Regions from separate parts of the Callithrix jacchus genome. Here region 1 is linked to region 2. Evidence: chromatin contacts called from public Hi-C data. All regions are on one chromosome and are shown on one strand. Each heading gives the region's core, a stretch centred on a gene start, on an enhancer-like site or on the middle of the called end of the contact. The rest is flanking DNA. Distances are from core to core; before and after follow the strand shown. Region 1 holds the start of CAPG (capping actin protein, gelsolin like). Region 2 holds the start of GGCX (gamma-glutamyl carboxylase).

Region 1 (6,902 bases), core at 1,910-4,409, 150 kb before region 2:
GCCCAGCTAATTTTTTTTTTGTATTTTTTTTTAGTAGAAACGGGGTTTCACCATGTTGACCAGGATGGTCTCGATCTCTTGACCTCGTGATCCACCCGCCTCGGCCTCCCAAACTGCTGGGATTACAGGCATGAGCCACCGCGCCCAGCAAAAAATTTTATTTCAAAATAATTACAGACTCACAAAAAGTTGCAAAAACAGTACTGAGTACTGATACATGCTATAGCCTAAGATGAATTTTGAAAACATCGTGCTAAGTGAAAGAAGCCAGTTGCAAAAGACCATATATTGTATGGTTCCATTTATATGAAACGTTTAGAATAGGCAAATCTAAAGAAAGTAGATTAGTGGTTGCCTAGGGCTGAAGAGGATGGAGGGGGTTGGGGAAGGACTGCTAATGGGTACATGTTTATTTTGGGGGATAATGAAATATTCCAAAATTAGATTGTGATAATGGTTACACAACTCTGAACATAGTAAAATGCTGAATCGTACACTTTAAAGGAATGAATTATATGGTATATTATATCTCAATAAAGCAAAAGGGCTCTATAACCTTTGAGTTTCCTGACCCATCTGCACCCCATTTAAAAAAATAAAACAAGGACCGGGTGCGGTGGCTCATGTCTGTAATCCAGCCCTTTGGGAAGCTGAGGCAGGCACATCACTTGAGGCTGGGAGTTTGAGACCAGCCTGACCAACATGAAGAAACCCTGTCTACTAAAAATACAAAATTAGCCAGGCATGGTGGCACGTGCCTGTAATCCCAGCTCCTTGGGAGGCCGAGGCAGGAAAATCGCTTGAACCCGAGAGGCAGAGGTTGCGGTGAGCCGAGATCACGCCATTGCACACCAGACTGGGCAACAAGAGCAAAACTCTGTCTTGAAATAAATAAATAAAATAAAATAAAATAAAAAAGGTCTAGGAAAATCTTATTACCCAGTTTCTCCCAAAGGGGATTTCTTACATAAATATAGTAAATGTACCTTCCCTTTTCCCCTTTTTTTTTTTTTTTTGAGAGAGTCTCACTGTGTCACCCAGGTTGGAGGGCAGTGACACAATCACACAGTCTCTCCTGGGTTCAAGCATATCTCCTGCCTCAGCCTTCCAAGTAGCTGGGATTACAGGCATGTGCCATCATGCCTTGGATAATTTTTGTATTTGTAGTAGAGAAAGGGTTTCGCCATGTTGGCCAGGCTGGTCTCGAATCCCTGACCTCAGGTGATTAGCCCACCTCAGCCTCCCAAAATCCTAGGATCATAGGCATCAGCCACTGCACCGGGCCATACCCTCCCTTTTAAGGTAAGGCTCCTGAAGGCCCAGACCTTTTCTCCAGTTCTTTTGAGGTCTGAGCCTGATAATAATAACACCTCAATCATGTCCTGGGCTTTTGCAGTTTACCAAAACACCCCTCCTCCTCACCCCCTCCCAAACTCTGTTGATTTTTATCGTCAAAGCAGACTTGTAGGCTAGGGTAGGCTAGGGTGGACCATACGATTTCTTGGTCAGGAGAGACTTCCTCCCTCCCTGAGCTTCCCTCTGTAGTGGTGCCAAATAAAAATTTGATCAGTCAAGCCCGTAAGGTAACCAGCACTAATGTGCGGAGTCAGTCTCGGGCAGGCCTGTTTATTAATTTGAAACACTACTGATCGCACATTCTGGCCGACATCCTCGCCTGACCTAGCCTTGCCCGCCAGGCCTGGGCTGGGTCTCCTAGTCCAAGTTCTCACTAGAGGGCAGCCAGAGCGCGTCCCTCTTTGTGCCTCGGTTTGCCCACGTAGAGGTTAGTCCCGCAGGCGTGGCGGGTACATCTCAGGGTCGGCAGAAGTGCCATTGGGAGCCCAGCCGGAGTTGCGGGCCTCGCGCCAGGCCCACTGTCCAGATCCAGGCTCACGAGAAAAACGAGAACACGGGAGCGCTGCACGCCCCGCTGCTGGTGCGGCCGCAACCCAGCCCCAACCTGGGGCCTAGATCCCTACGAACTACAAATCCCAGCAGGCAGTGGGCTGCGGGGCGGGGTCTCGGAAGATGAGGCCTGTGGTGCCTTTGCTGAGCCCAGGTCCGGAGGGCCCTCCGGGACGAGGTCAGGAGGGGACGGGAGCACCAGAACAGACCCTCGGACACACTTACACACCGAGTCTCTCACACACGCGCGCACACACACACACACGCACGCTCGGGCGCGCCAGCGCGTTCTGGCCCCGCCCCCTACAAACTACAAATCCCGACAGGCAGCGGGCCGCGGGGCGGGGTCTCGATGCTGATCCGGAAGCGCAGATTGCGCCAGGCCGGGTGGGATCCGGGTGGCTGGCAGGGGGCTCCCGTGCTGGAGATGGCCTTCTCGCCTCGCAAACCCGGCTCTCCACCCCTGCACGCGCCGCTCTACCCTGGATTCGCTGGTCCGACCCCTCCGTCTCTGTCAACCTGAGCCCCACACTGCCCTCCCTACGAGGTTGGGGCCGTGGGAGAAGAGGATGGTGGGTGGGGATTTGGGCTCACAGCATGGTAGGTACACAGAGTGACCTCCTGAACCCATCCTCCATTGCCCAGAGCAAACTCGCATTCCTGGAGGGAGGAGCACCGCAGACCCTGAGGCTGAACTAGGTCTGTTAGGGTCCCTGTGTGGCCTGCAGGACTCCTGGAGAAGCCCAGGGAAGGCCTGGGTCCTCCAAGTCCGAGATGTGTAGGTCCCAGGGTTTTCAGGCCACGGTATCTGACCGTCGTCGGCGCCTAGCGCCCAGGCATTAATTTTACATGGCAGAGTCAAGGTTAAGGTTAGGAGGCTGCCAGGAGGTAATAACCAGGGCACTCGCATTCAGCATCCTCTCTCAAAGCACTCCTCACACGTCAGGGTCAAATATCAGAACTCTTTTCCTAACTTCCCAGGTTACCCAAGGAGCTTTTGAGACGCTAGAGAAGGGACTTACCCAGACCCTTCAGTGCAAGCCAGGAACTCAGGGTCCGGCCTGCTCGGTGGGATGAGCTGTGCTGAGGCCCTACTTCATCCACTCTCTGGGGCCAGGGCAGCCTCTTTCCAGAGGCCTCTTCTCAGCTGATTTCTGGCTCCCAAGCGGGGGACTCGGGTTACACCTGTATCGGGAGCACTGACACTACAGTGGCCAGCAACACACTGGACTTTCTGTCTCCAACTCCATTTTCAGCTTTTACACTTCCTGATCTAGGCATATATTGCACATCCTGGATCATCAAGGAAGGAGGAAAATACCTAGTCAATGAAGGTTTCGCATGACCCTGTATGTCAGTGAGATTTCATTCTTGCTTAGTTAGGTTGAGTCGAGCTACTTCATAGAAATATTTCATTTATGCCGGGCGCGGTGGCTCACTCCTGTAATCCTAGCACTTTGGGAGGCCGAGGTGGGTGGATCACCTGAGGTCAGGAGTTCAAGACCAGCCTGGCCATCATGGTGACACCCCATCTTAAAAAGAAAAAAAATTTCATTTAATCTCTAAACATCTAGAAACTGCTTCAGAAGGGATATTCAAAGTAGATTGCCCAAATTCTTTTGGTAGCAGATGTGGCGTTCATATTAACTGGTCGAGTGGTCTCTAAGCATGCCCATTTCTGCCTGGGAAGTTCTCAAAGTCTTGATTTTCTGAGTGTTTCTGTTAAGACAACCAGCCTTTTGTTGAGTAGACCTTTCTACCTCTAGAGACGAGAGATAGGTACCATAGAAACTTGGAGAAGCTATTGGCTCAGTCCCTGGAGTCTTTAATAAGAGCCCATATTCTCTCTCTCTCTCTCTCTCTCTCTCTCTCCTTTCTTTTTCTCTTTTTTTTTTTTTTTTTTTTTGAGGTGTAGTCTCAGTCTGTTGCCTAGGCTGGAGTGCAGTGGTGCAATCTCGGTCCACTGCAATCTCTGCCTCCCGAGCTAAAGCACTTCTGCCTCAGCCTGTCAAGTAGCTGGGATTACAGGCACACACCACCACGCCCGGTGAATTTTTGTATTTTTAGTAGAAGCGGGGTTTCACCATGTTGGCCAGGCTGGTCTCGAACTCTTGACCTCAGGCGATCAACCTGCCTCGGCCTCCCAAAGTGTTAGGATTACAGATGTGAGCCACCGTGCCCGGCCTGGAGTCCATTCTCTTATTATTAGAAATCTTATTATCAGAATGTGAGCTTCTGCATTCCAGGGCTTAGCACCAGATCCCCAAGTCAGTAATGGCCCATGGGACATGCAATGTGCCAAAAACCGTTTCATACCTGTTTCTGCTCCCTGAAGATCCAACCAGCAACCAGCAGGGTGCAGTTAAAGTTAGGTCATTACAGGGAATGTGACTAAGGAAAGGCAAAGCCCAGGAAAAATTGGGTTCTTTTGCTTTACGGGCCATTCCTTTATTTTACCTTCCTGATAACTAAAGCCTGGGTCGATGGTCCTCTAGGCAACGCCCCTTCCACTGTCAGCCTCCGGACTCAGGAAATGAGCGACAGGCTGCCACGCTCCTCCTCACCACCAGGGGTCGCCCTCTCCCTTGGAGCGACTGCTCAGGTCCCCTTAGTGGCCTGGGACGGGGTGAGGGACGGTGGCTTTGGGTCTTTGTACGTCAGATGGCCTTGGCCAGCATCCATTCCTCTTTGGCCTCAGCTTTTCTGTTGGCAAAAGAGAGGAAGGGTGATCTCAGGGCCCTCCAGGTCCATCAGGGAAGGAGATGGGGATGGAGACATCCGGGAGCCACCGAGTCCAGTCTCTCCTAACGGGGAGGGTAGAAGGCCCGCTGGTTTTCCAAACCCTCTCCCATTCCCAGTCCTGGGAGAAAGTAACAAGGAAGAAGCAGGCACAGGAGAAGGTTGGCTCCCAGGCTCTGGGCTGAAGAAGAAAGCCTCTCAAGCAGGGCCATGCTACATTTGGTGGGGGAGGGAAAAGGCAGGGGAGGAACAGACGCTCCACCCCCTCAGGAAAGCCAATAGCGGAAAGGACCCAGTGGGGTGGGGAAGGTCGGTTAGAGATATCCAGAGAAGACAGTCCTTGTTGATCCACCTGCACTGGGGAAAAAGGGGTTGTTTTCAGCAGGTAAACACAGCCGGGGCCTTAGGGCGTTGTGCCTCGGCCTAGGCCTGGTAGTCCATGACATATGGACAGGAAAAGAGCAAGACACGGGCCTTCCAGAGAAGAGAGACCAAAGATGTTTGCAGAGAGGCAGGCTTTGTGCAACCTGTAAAGAATGAGTAAGATTTGAATAGCAGCTACAACAAATATTGATTGAGAGCCTGCTGTGTGCCAGGCTTGGAATTTGGCCGTGAACCTGACAGACACAGTGGCTGCCCATTTACATAGCGTGCAGTGGACTGTGGGAGTTTACAGTCTAGTGAAATAAACTTGTAGATTTAATTTTGGTGAGACCTCAGAGAGTGGGGTAGGGGACTGCCCTGGTCTGAGACCCTCACTGCTGAGGGAGGGTCACCTAAAATGGGGCCTGCAGGAGGAGGGAGGAAAGGGGCCAGGCTGTTCCAGAGGAGGAATAACAAGTGTACACTCCAGATAAGAAGGGCCTGGTGAAGATTAGAAAGGGTGGAGAGAAGCCATGTCACACTGTTTGCAACAGCTCCCCCCAACACCCAACCTCACCCGAGTTTCATTGGTCACCTCCTGGGCTCTTTTGGGGGCAGAATCTGGGCAGCAGATGACTGGATCAATCTAAAAGACAGCTAGAGAGGCTGTGGTGGCTGGTGCGGTGGCTCACACCTGTAATCTCAGCACTTTGGGAGGCCGAGGCAGGCAGATCACCTGAGGTCAGGAGTTCAAGACTAGCCTGGCCAACATGGCGAAACCCTGTCTCTACTAAAAGTACAAAAATTAGCCGGGCGTGGTGGCAGTTGCCTGTAATCCCAGCTACTCAGGAGGCTGAGGCAGGAGAATTTATTGAACCTAGGAGGCGGAGGTTGCAGTGAGCCGAGCAAGATTGCGCCACTGCACTGCAGCCTGTGCAACAGAGCGAGACTCTGTCTCAAAAAAAAAAGAGGCTGTGGCTGACTGCAGGATAAAGAGCTGCGGTGGAGGTGAGAGGGCTGGGTTCTGGGAGACAGAACCTCCCAAGTAGCTGGGATTACAGGCACCTGTGAAGAGGGTATTGCCATTTTGGGGATAATGTTTTTTGAAGTATGATATACATTTCAAGAGTCCTTTTTTCTTTAGTTGTTTTTTCTTTGTACTGTTTTTCTGCTATTAAGAATGCCCTTGGCCAGGTGGGATGGGTCACGCCCGTAATCCCAGCACTTTGGGAGGCTGAGATGGGTGAATCATCTGAGGTCGGGAGTTTGAGACCAGCCTGACCAACATGGAGAAACCCCGTCTCTACTAAAAATACAAAATTAGCCAGGCGTGGTGGTGAATGCCTGTAATCCCAGTTACTTGGGAGGCTGAGGCAGGAGGATCACTTGAACCTGAGAGGTGGAAGTGTCAGTGAGCTGAGATGAGGCCATTGGACTCCAGCCTGGGCAAGAAGAGTGAAAGTTCGTCTCAGAAAAACAAAAAACAAAAAACGCCCTCTTGGCCAAGTGCAGTAGCTCACATCTATAATCCTAACACTTTGGGAGGCTGAGGCAGGTGGATTGCTTGAGCCCAGAAGTTCAAGATCAGCCTGGACAACATAGTGAAATCCTATATCTGTTTTAAAATTTAAAAAATAAAAAAGAATGCCTTCTCTCTTTGTCATATTCTGTAAGGATTGAGTAAATATTTAGAAATTCCACAAAATTTCCTTAAGTCAACAGGATGCAGAATGGTCCGCCAGGACCCGTCACGTTGGAAGAGCAGAGAGAAGGTGAGTGTGAGGGAGTCCCTGGGCATCAATGGAGGGACTGGGGCTGGGGAGATAGGATGGGCCTGATCTTTCCAGGCAGCAAGAAGCATTTGGTCTCTGTTCAAGGAGCCACGAGGAGTCACT
Region 2 (6,937 bases), core at 1,120-3,619:
ATGAAACTGATCAGAGCAGAAGTGAAATAAGGTGCCAAAAACTTTGACTATTCACCAGCACGCTTCTATTTCTGTGTTTCTGGCAGGCCAGTCAATATTTTCATCTCTCCCAGAATTCCCCTCACCCAGAAACATGATGGTGTAGACAAGGTACATCCAGTCAAGTGGCAGTGGGCGTAGAGCATCCAGCAAGGGGAAGCGGCACACATCCAGCCCATCAAGGTATTTTCGGTCCAGGGAGCTGAGCCCCCGCTCCTGGGGAATGTCTAGCACCATCAAGAACCCTAAGAAGGCAACAGGGGAGGAGGTCATTGGGTCTCAGATAAGAAAGCAGTAGAATACAGTGGAACACAATTGAGAGTGGGCAGCTCCAGGGTTAGACTTCTCTTCTAATCTTGGCTCCATCATTTATTCAGTATTAATTTCTGAATGCCTATTCTGCACAGTACTATGTCAGTTGTGTCTTCTAGAATAGCCCCTGCAGCTCAGTTAACCAATTCGCCATTTGTGAGAAGGGGACTATGTCACAGGATTACTGAGAGGATTAAATTAGAGAAATGCACAAAATGCTATAAAAAGTGATAAGGTCTTGACAGCTAGAAAGATCCATCCTATTGAGCTTCAGATAGTGCTCTGGGAGTGCTTCGTAACCTTTTTTGCCTCCTGGCACACCCAGAGAACGGTTGCATTTCATCAACATGCTGGGAATAAACAGAAGGGGCTACTCAGATCAGGAAGCCAGCTTGAGATAAGGCAGGATTTCTCAACCTCAGGACTAGTCACATTTTGGGCTGGTTAATTATTTATTGAGAAGGATTATCCAGTGTACCACAGGACATTCAGGAGCATCCTTGACCTCTATACAGATGCCAGAAGCCACCTATTCTTCCTCCCCCACGTTGGGACAACTAAAAACGTCTCCAAACATTGCCTCACGTCCCCCAGGGAGCAAAACGGTCTCCAGTTGAGAACTACTGGGCTAAGGGGTCTAATATCGCCGCACATCTGTAAACCATTCCAAGCACACCATGCTGTGGCCTGAGTTAAGAAGCTCTTGATTAGGGAGTCACAGCCAAAATGTATGGCCCTTGTGACCCCTTGCTCTGTTTCTCTGAGTCCTCTGTGCAACTTCATGCCACAAGCGAAATGGGCCACTGCTGCCTTGCCTCTGCATATCACATAGTCTCAGATCAAAGCATTTCTAGCTGGGTGCGATGGCTCACAGCTGGAATCCTAGCACTTTGGGAGGTCGAGGCAGGTGGATCACATGAGGTCTGGAGTTTGAGACCAGCCTGGCCAAAGTGGTGAAACTAAAAAATACAAAAAAAAAAAAAAAAAAAAAAAGCCAGGTGTGGTGGCAGGGGCCTGGCCTGTAATCTCAGATACTTGGGAGGCTGAGGCAGGAGAATCGCTTGAACCCAGGAGGCAGAGGTTGCAGTGAGCCGGGATCACGTCACGGCACGGCACTCCAGCTTGGGCAACAAGAGCGAAACTCCGTCTCAAAAAAAAGGAGTTCTGGCCACCAAGTGAATCCTAACTGGAGGAGACAAAGCATGTTTAATCCTAAACGTTACAAAGACCTCTTCTTTTATACCAATATCTTCAGCTCTGAGGAAAAGGGAGCTAAGTCTATTTGCAACCGAAAAATTGACGATTGTCATTCTCACCCCCAATCAAACTGCTCCCACCCATAAACTGGACTCACCAAAAAGAAAACGAAACACAGCCAGGCTTGCAGGGTCCGTTGGTCGATTCAACAAGGTCACCAGCCTCCACCAGCTGGACAAATCAGTCCACTCAAAACCCAAGAGTTTCCCCATTCGACTGCCCTGCCTGGGCCCTGGGATCCGTTCAGCCTTGTCTTTCTGTACTTTATCTGCAACCAACAAATAGAGAAAATGTGTGTGCGGGGGTGGGCTCCGCCTCAAATCACAGAAATCACAGCACCAACAACCCAGAGCTTCCGCCCACCCAGGTTGGCTCAATGATCTGACTACAGAGAAACATTCCTGCAGTACAGCCCCTCCTCCAAGATCCCCCAAAGTCCCAGTACTCCTCAGACTACAGGCCCTAACCGTAAAGTGCCCCCGAATGTCATCATCATCCAGAAGCCGAAGGCTGCAACCTGTCACAGCACGCCGCTTTCCCCATGGAGCCTCACCCCCGCAACCAGGACTCACTGGGCGCCCTCCCCCCACCACCCCTTTAAGACCAGCACTCCTCGGTACTCTCTGCCAGAGGGCGAGGCCCTACCTGAGCTGGGCGGGGTCCGCGCGGACCTGGCAGACACTGCCATTGCTCCGCGGAAGAGGCAGGTGGGTCACAGCAGCAGCGTCTGCACAGCTGCCGCCAGGAAAATTCGCTTCCCTAGGCTCCGCCTCCCGACGCGTCAGCAGCTGTGCGGCTGGCCGGAAAGCGCCAGCACTGTCGTAAATACTACGCCCCGACCAGCGGCGCCGGATTCCTTGCTTGGCGGCAGGGGGCGGAACGGGGAGCCCTAGGGCAGGGCGAGGATACCCTCTAGTGCCGTTGGTCTCCAGGCGCACTGCTAGACTCCTCAACCTTCAGGCCTTCCGAGGCACCTCTGCTTTCTTTTTCCTTTTTCTTTTTTTTGAGACAGAGTCTTGCTGTGGGCTGGAGTGCAGTGGCGCGCTCTTGGCTCATTGCAACCTCCGCCTCAGGGGTTGGGTTCAAGCGCCTCGCTGCCTGAGCCTCCAGAGTAGCTGGGATTAGAGGCGCCCGCCACCGCGCCGGGCAGATTTTCATTTTTTTAGTAGAGACCGGGGTTTCACCATGTTGGCCACGCTGGTCTCGAACTCCTGACCTCGTGATCCACCGCCTAGGTCTCCGAAAGTGCTGGGATTCCAGGTGTGAGCCACCGCGCCCGGCCTCTGCTTTTTAAACACTGAGAAGAGTCAGAGTTCCCCAACTTCTTTTGGCCCTTCCCCGATCCCATTAGTCCTCTCCAGGCTGTACCGTCCCTGCGGTGCTCTCTGATGTGAGGGATCCGGGGCAAAGGGCAAACTTTTTGCCAGAGTTTGACGCCCAGTTGAGGACGCGCCTGGAAGGGCTGCCCAGGTTTTCAGCTATTGCACAACCCCTTCATTTTCTTTTCCAGGACCTGCAAAGAACCGAGGTTTCTAAGCAGTAGGGGCCAGCCGCAGCTCACGCCGAGGTGGGAGGATCGTTAGAGTGGGGGGTGGGGGAAGACAAAAAAAAAAAAACTTTTATAAAAGTTAGCTGTGTGTAATGGCGCCCTCCTGTGGTTTCAGCTACTCGGGAGGCTGAGGTGAGAGGATCGCTTGAGCCCAGGAGTTCGAGGCTGCAGTGAGCTGTGATTGCACCATTGCACTCAAGCCTGGACAACACAGTGAGATCTTGTCTCAAAAAAAAAAAAAAAAAGCCTGGTGCGCTGGCTCACGCCTGTAGTCCCAACACTTAGGGAGGCCGAGGCGGGCAGATCACTGGAGGTGAGGAGTTCAGATATTACCCTGGCCAACATGGTGAAACCCTGTCTCAACTAAAAATACAAAAATTATTCATGCATGGTGGGGCACCCGTAATCCCAGCTACCCTGGAGGCTGAGGCACAAGAATCGCTCAAACCTGGGAGGCAGAGGTTGCAGTGAGCCGAGATCGTGCCACTGCACTTCAGCCTGGGCTACAGAGCTAGCCAAAAAAAAAGAAAGAAAAGAAAAGAAAAAAGAAAGAGGAGGAAGGAAGGGGGGGAAGAGCAGGAAGGAAGAGCAGGAAGAAAAAAGGAGAGAAGGAAGGAGAGGAAGGGAGGGAGGGAAGGAGGAAGGAAGGAAGGGAGAAAGGGAGGGAGGGAGGGAAGGAAGGAAGGAGGGAGGGCAGGCGGGCAGCGGGAGAAACAGGAACAACATAACTGAAGAGGAGATACAGAGCAAGGGCACTGAGTAAAGTGTGGCCCATCAGGGAAGGTTCTCAGAGAGGCGAGTCTGGAACAGCATTGTAATATCTAAATCTCTTGACTGGGATTAGCCATCAGGAAAAGAAGAAGTCGTCCCAGAGAAACAGTTCTCAAACTGTTGGATCTTGGGACCCATTTACAGTATTAGAAATTATAGAAGAGGCCATTTTCCATATTAGACATTTTTGAGGCCAGGTGCAGTGGCTCATGCCTGTAATTCCAACATTTTGGGAGGCTGAGGCGAGTGGATCGCTTGAGTGAGGTCAGCAGTTCAAGACCAACCTGGCTAACATGGTGAAACCCCATTTCAAAATACAAAAAAATTAGCTGGGTATGGTGGCAGGCGCCTATAATCCCAGCTACTCAGGAGACTGAGACAGAATCGCTTGAACCCAAGAGGTGAAGTTTGCAGTGAGCCAGCATCATACCACTGCACTCCAGTCTGGGTGACAGAGCAAGACTATGTCTCAAAAAAAAAAAAAAAAAAAAAAAAAAAAAAGGCATGTGCCTGTAGTCTTAGCTATTTCCAGCTTTTCTGGAGACTGAGGCAAGACAATCTCTTAGTTAAGGAGTTCGAGACCAGCTGGGGCAACATATCGAGAGCCGTTTCAAAAAAATTTAAAAAGCTATCAAGCCATGAAAAAACATGGAAGAACCTTAAATTCATATTGCCAAGTGAAAGAAATCAATGTGGAAAGACTGCAAACTGTATGATTCCAACTATATGGCATATATATATATATATATATATATATATATTTTTTTTTTTTTTTTTTTTGAGTCAAAGTCTTGCTCTGTTGCCCAAGATGGTCTTGAACTCCTGGTCTCAAGCAATCCTCCCGCTTCAGCCTCCCAAAGTGCTGGGAATACAGGCATGAGGCACTGCGCTTGGCCTCAACTAAATGATATTCTAAAAAGGCTAAACTATGGAGACAATAATAAGATCAGTGACTGCCAGGGAGGTAGAGTTGCCGGGAGGAAGGGATGATAGGTGGAGTACAGGGGAGTTTTACAGAAGTGAAACTATTTTGTATGATGTTGTAATAGTGTCATGGTGGATATACATCATACCTGTGTGTAAACCCTTAGAATGTACAATGCAAAGAGTAAACCCTAATGTAATTTATGGACTTTGTTAATTATAATGTATCAATATGGACTATGTTAATAATATACTGATACTGGCTCATCAGTTGTAACAAATGCACCACACCAACTGAAAAAGGTTAATAATAGGATAAATGGGGAGCCTGAAGGGGGATATGGGAACTCTCTGCACTTTTTCTTTTTTTTGAGACACAGTCTTCCTCTGTCACCCAGGCTGGAGGGGCAGTGGCACAATCTTGACTCACTGCAGCCTTGACCTTCCAGGCTCAAGTGATCCTCCTACCTCAGCCTCCCAAGTACCTGGACTACAGGTGTGCATCACTGCGCCTGGCTAATATTTGTATGTTTTGTAGAGATGGGGTTTCACCATGTTGCCCAGGCTGGCCTCAAACTTTTGAGGTCAAGTGATCCTCCCTCCTTGGCCTCCTGAAGTGTTGGGATTATAGGTGTGAGCCACCGCTCTCAGGCCTGGAATTCTCTGTACTTTCTGCCCAATTTTTCTGTAAGCCTAAAACTATCCACCCAAAATAGTCTGTTAATTTAAAAACAACCATAGGCTGGGCATAGTGGCTCATGCCTGTAATCCCAGGAATTTGGGAGGCCAATAAGGGAGGATCACTTGAGCTGAGGAATTCAAGACCAGCCTGGGCAACATGGTGAAACCCCATCTCTACAAAACATACAGAAAATACAAAAATTAGCCAGGCACAGTGGTGCACGCCTGGAGTCCCAGCTGCTTGGGAGGCTAAAGTGGGAAGAACACTTGAGCCTGGGAGGTTGAGACCACAGTGAGATGTCATTGTGCCACTGCACTCCAGCCTGGGCAACAGTGAGACCCTGTAAGGAGGGAGAGGAGGAGGGAGAGGGAGAGGGGGTCCAGCTGCATCAAAGAATGCAACTGGACACTATCTGCTTTTTTGGTTGTGTGCATCAAAGGGATACTTGAGAGTGAAAAGAATGAAAGTTTTTTTGTTTTTTTGGGTTTTTTTTGAGACGGAGTTTCACTCTTGTTACCCAGGCTGGAGTGCAATGGCATGATCTCGGTTCACCACAACCTCCGCCTCCTGGGTTCAGGCAATTCTCCTGCATCAGCCTCCTGAATAGCTGGGATTACAGGCACGTGCCGCCATGCCCAGCTAATTTTTTGTATTTTTAGTAGAGATGAGGTTTCACCACGTTGACCAAGATGGTCTCGATCTCTTGACCTCGTGATCCACCCACCTTGGCCTCCCAAAGTGCTGGGATTACAGGCGTGAGCCACCGTGCCCGGCAGAATGAAAGTATTTTAAAATCGTATCTGATGAGAGTCTAGTATCTAGAATATGTAAAGAAATCTGCAACTCAGGCCAGGCGCGGTGGCTAAGCCTGTAATCCCAGCACTTTGGGAGGCCAAGGTGGGTGGATCACGAGGTCAAGAGATCGAGACCATCTTGGTCAACATGGTGAAACCCCATCTCTACTAAAAATACAAAAAATTAGCTGGGCATGGTGGTGCGTGCCTGTAATCCCAGCTACTCAGAAGGCTGAGGCAGGAGAATTGCCTGAACCCAGGAGGCGGAGTTGCGGTGAGCCGAGATCACGCCATTGCACTCCAGCCTGGGTAACAAGAGCGAAACTCCGTTTCAAAAAAAAAAGAAAGAAATCTGCAACTCAACAACAATAAAAGACAACCCAAATAAAAATAGGCAGAGGGGCTAGGCACAATGGCTTATGCCCATAATCCCAAAACTTTGGGAGGCCAAGGTGGAAGGATCACTTGAGGTCAGGAGTTCAAGACCAGCCTGGGCGACATGGTGAATTGAAAACCCGTCTCTACAAAAAAGTACAAAAATTAGCCAAGTGTGGTAACCATGCCTAGCTAATTTTTTGTACAAGTCTGGTTTCACCATGTTGCCCAGGC

Evidence for each region. Hi-C and Micro-C count contacts between places; a contact is called where the count stands out from the background.
Region 1: a Hi-C map of skeletal muscle shows a contact between it and region 2, with 4 times the contacts expected there. The contact joins the promoter of CAPG here to the promoter of GGCX in region 2. A contact is called at or near these places in 2 of 3 Hi-C or Micro-C datasets (both in skeletal muscle).

Annotation. Positions count from the first base shown.
Region 1 is chr14:27,613,100-27,620,001 of calJac240_pri, reverse strand. It overlaps CAPG (capping actin protein, gelsolin like), which reads right to left and starts at 3,159. Exons shown (of 10, transcript XM_054244758.2): 1 at 2,928-3,159.
Region 2 is chr14:27,464,131-27,471,067 of calJac240_pri, reverse strand. It overlaps GGCX (gamma-glutamyl carboxylase), which reads right to left and starts at 2,369. Exons shown (of 14, transcript XR_013526421.1): 1 at 2,254-2,369; 2 at 1,706-1,876; 3 at 126-284. LOC128929587 (a long non-coding RNA gene) reads left to right here and starts at 2,475. Exons shown (of 3, transcript XR_008476243.2): 1 at 2,475-2,868; 2 at 3,119-3,175; 3 at 3,273-3,441.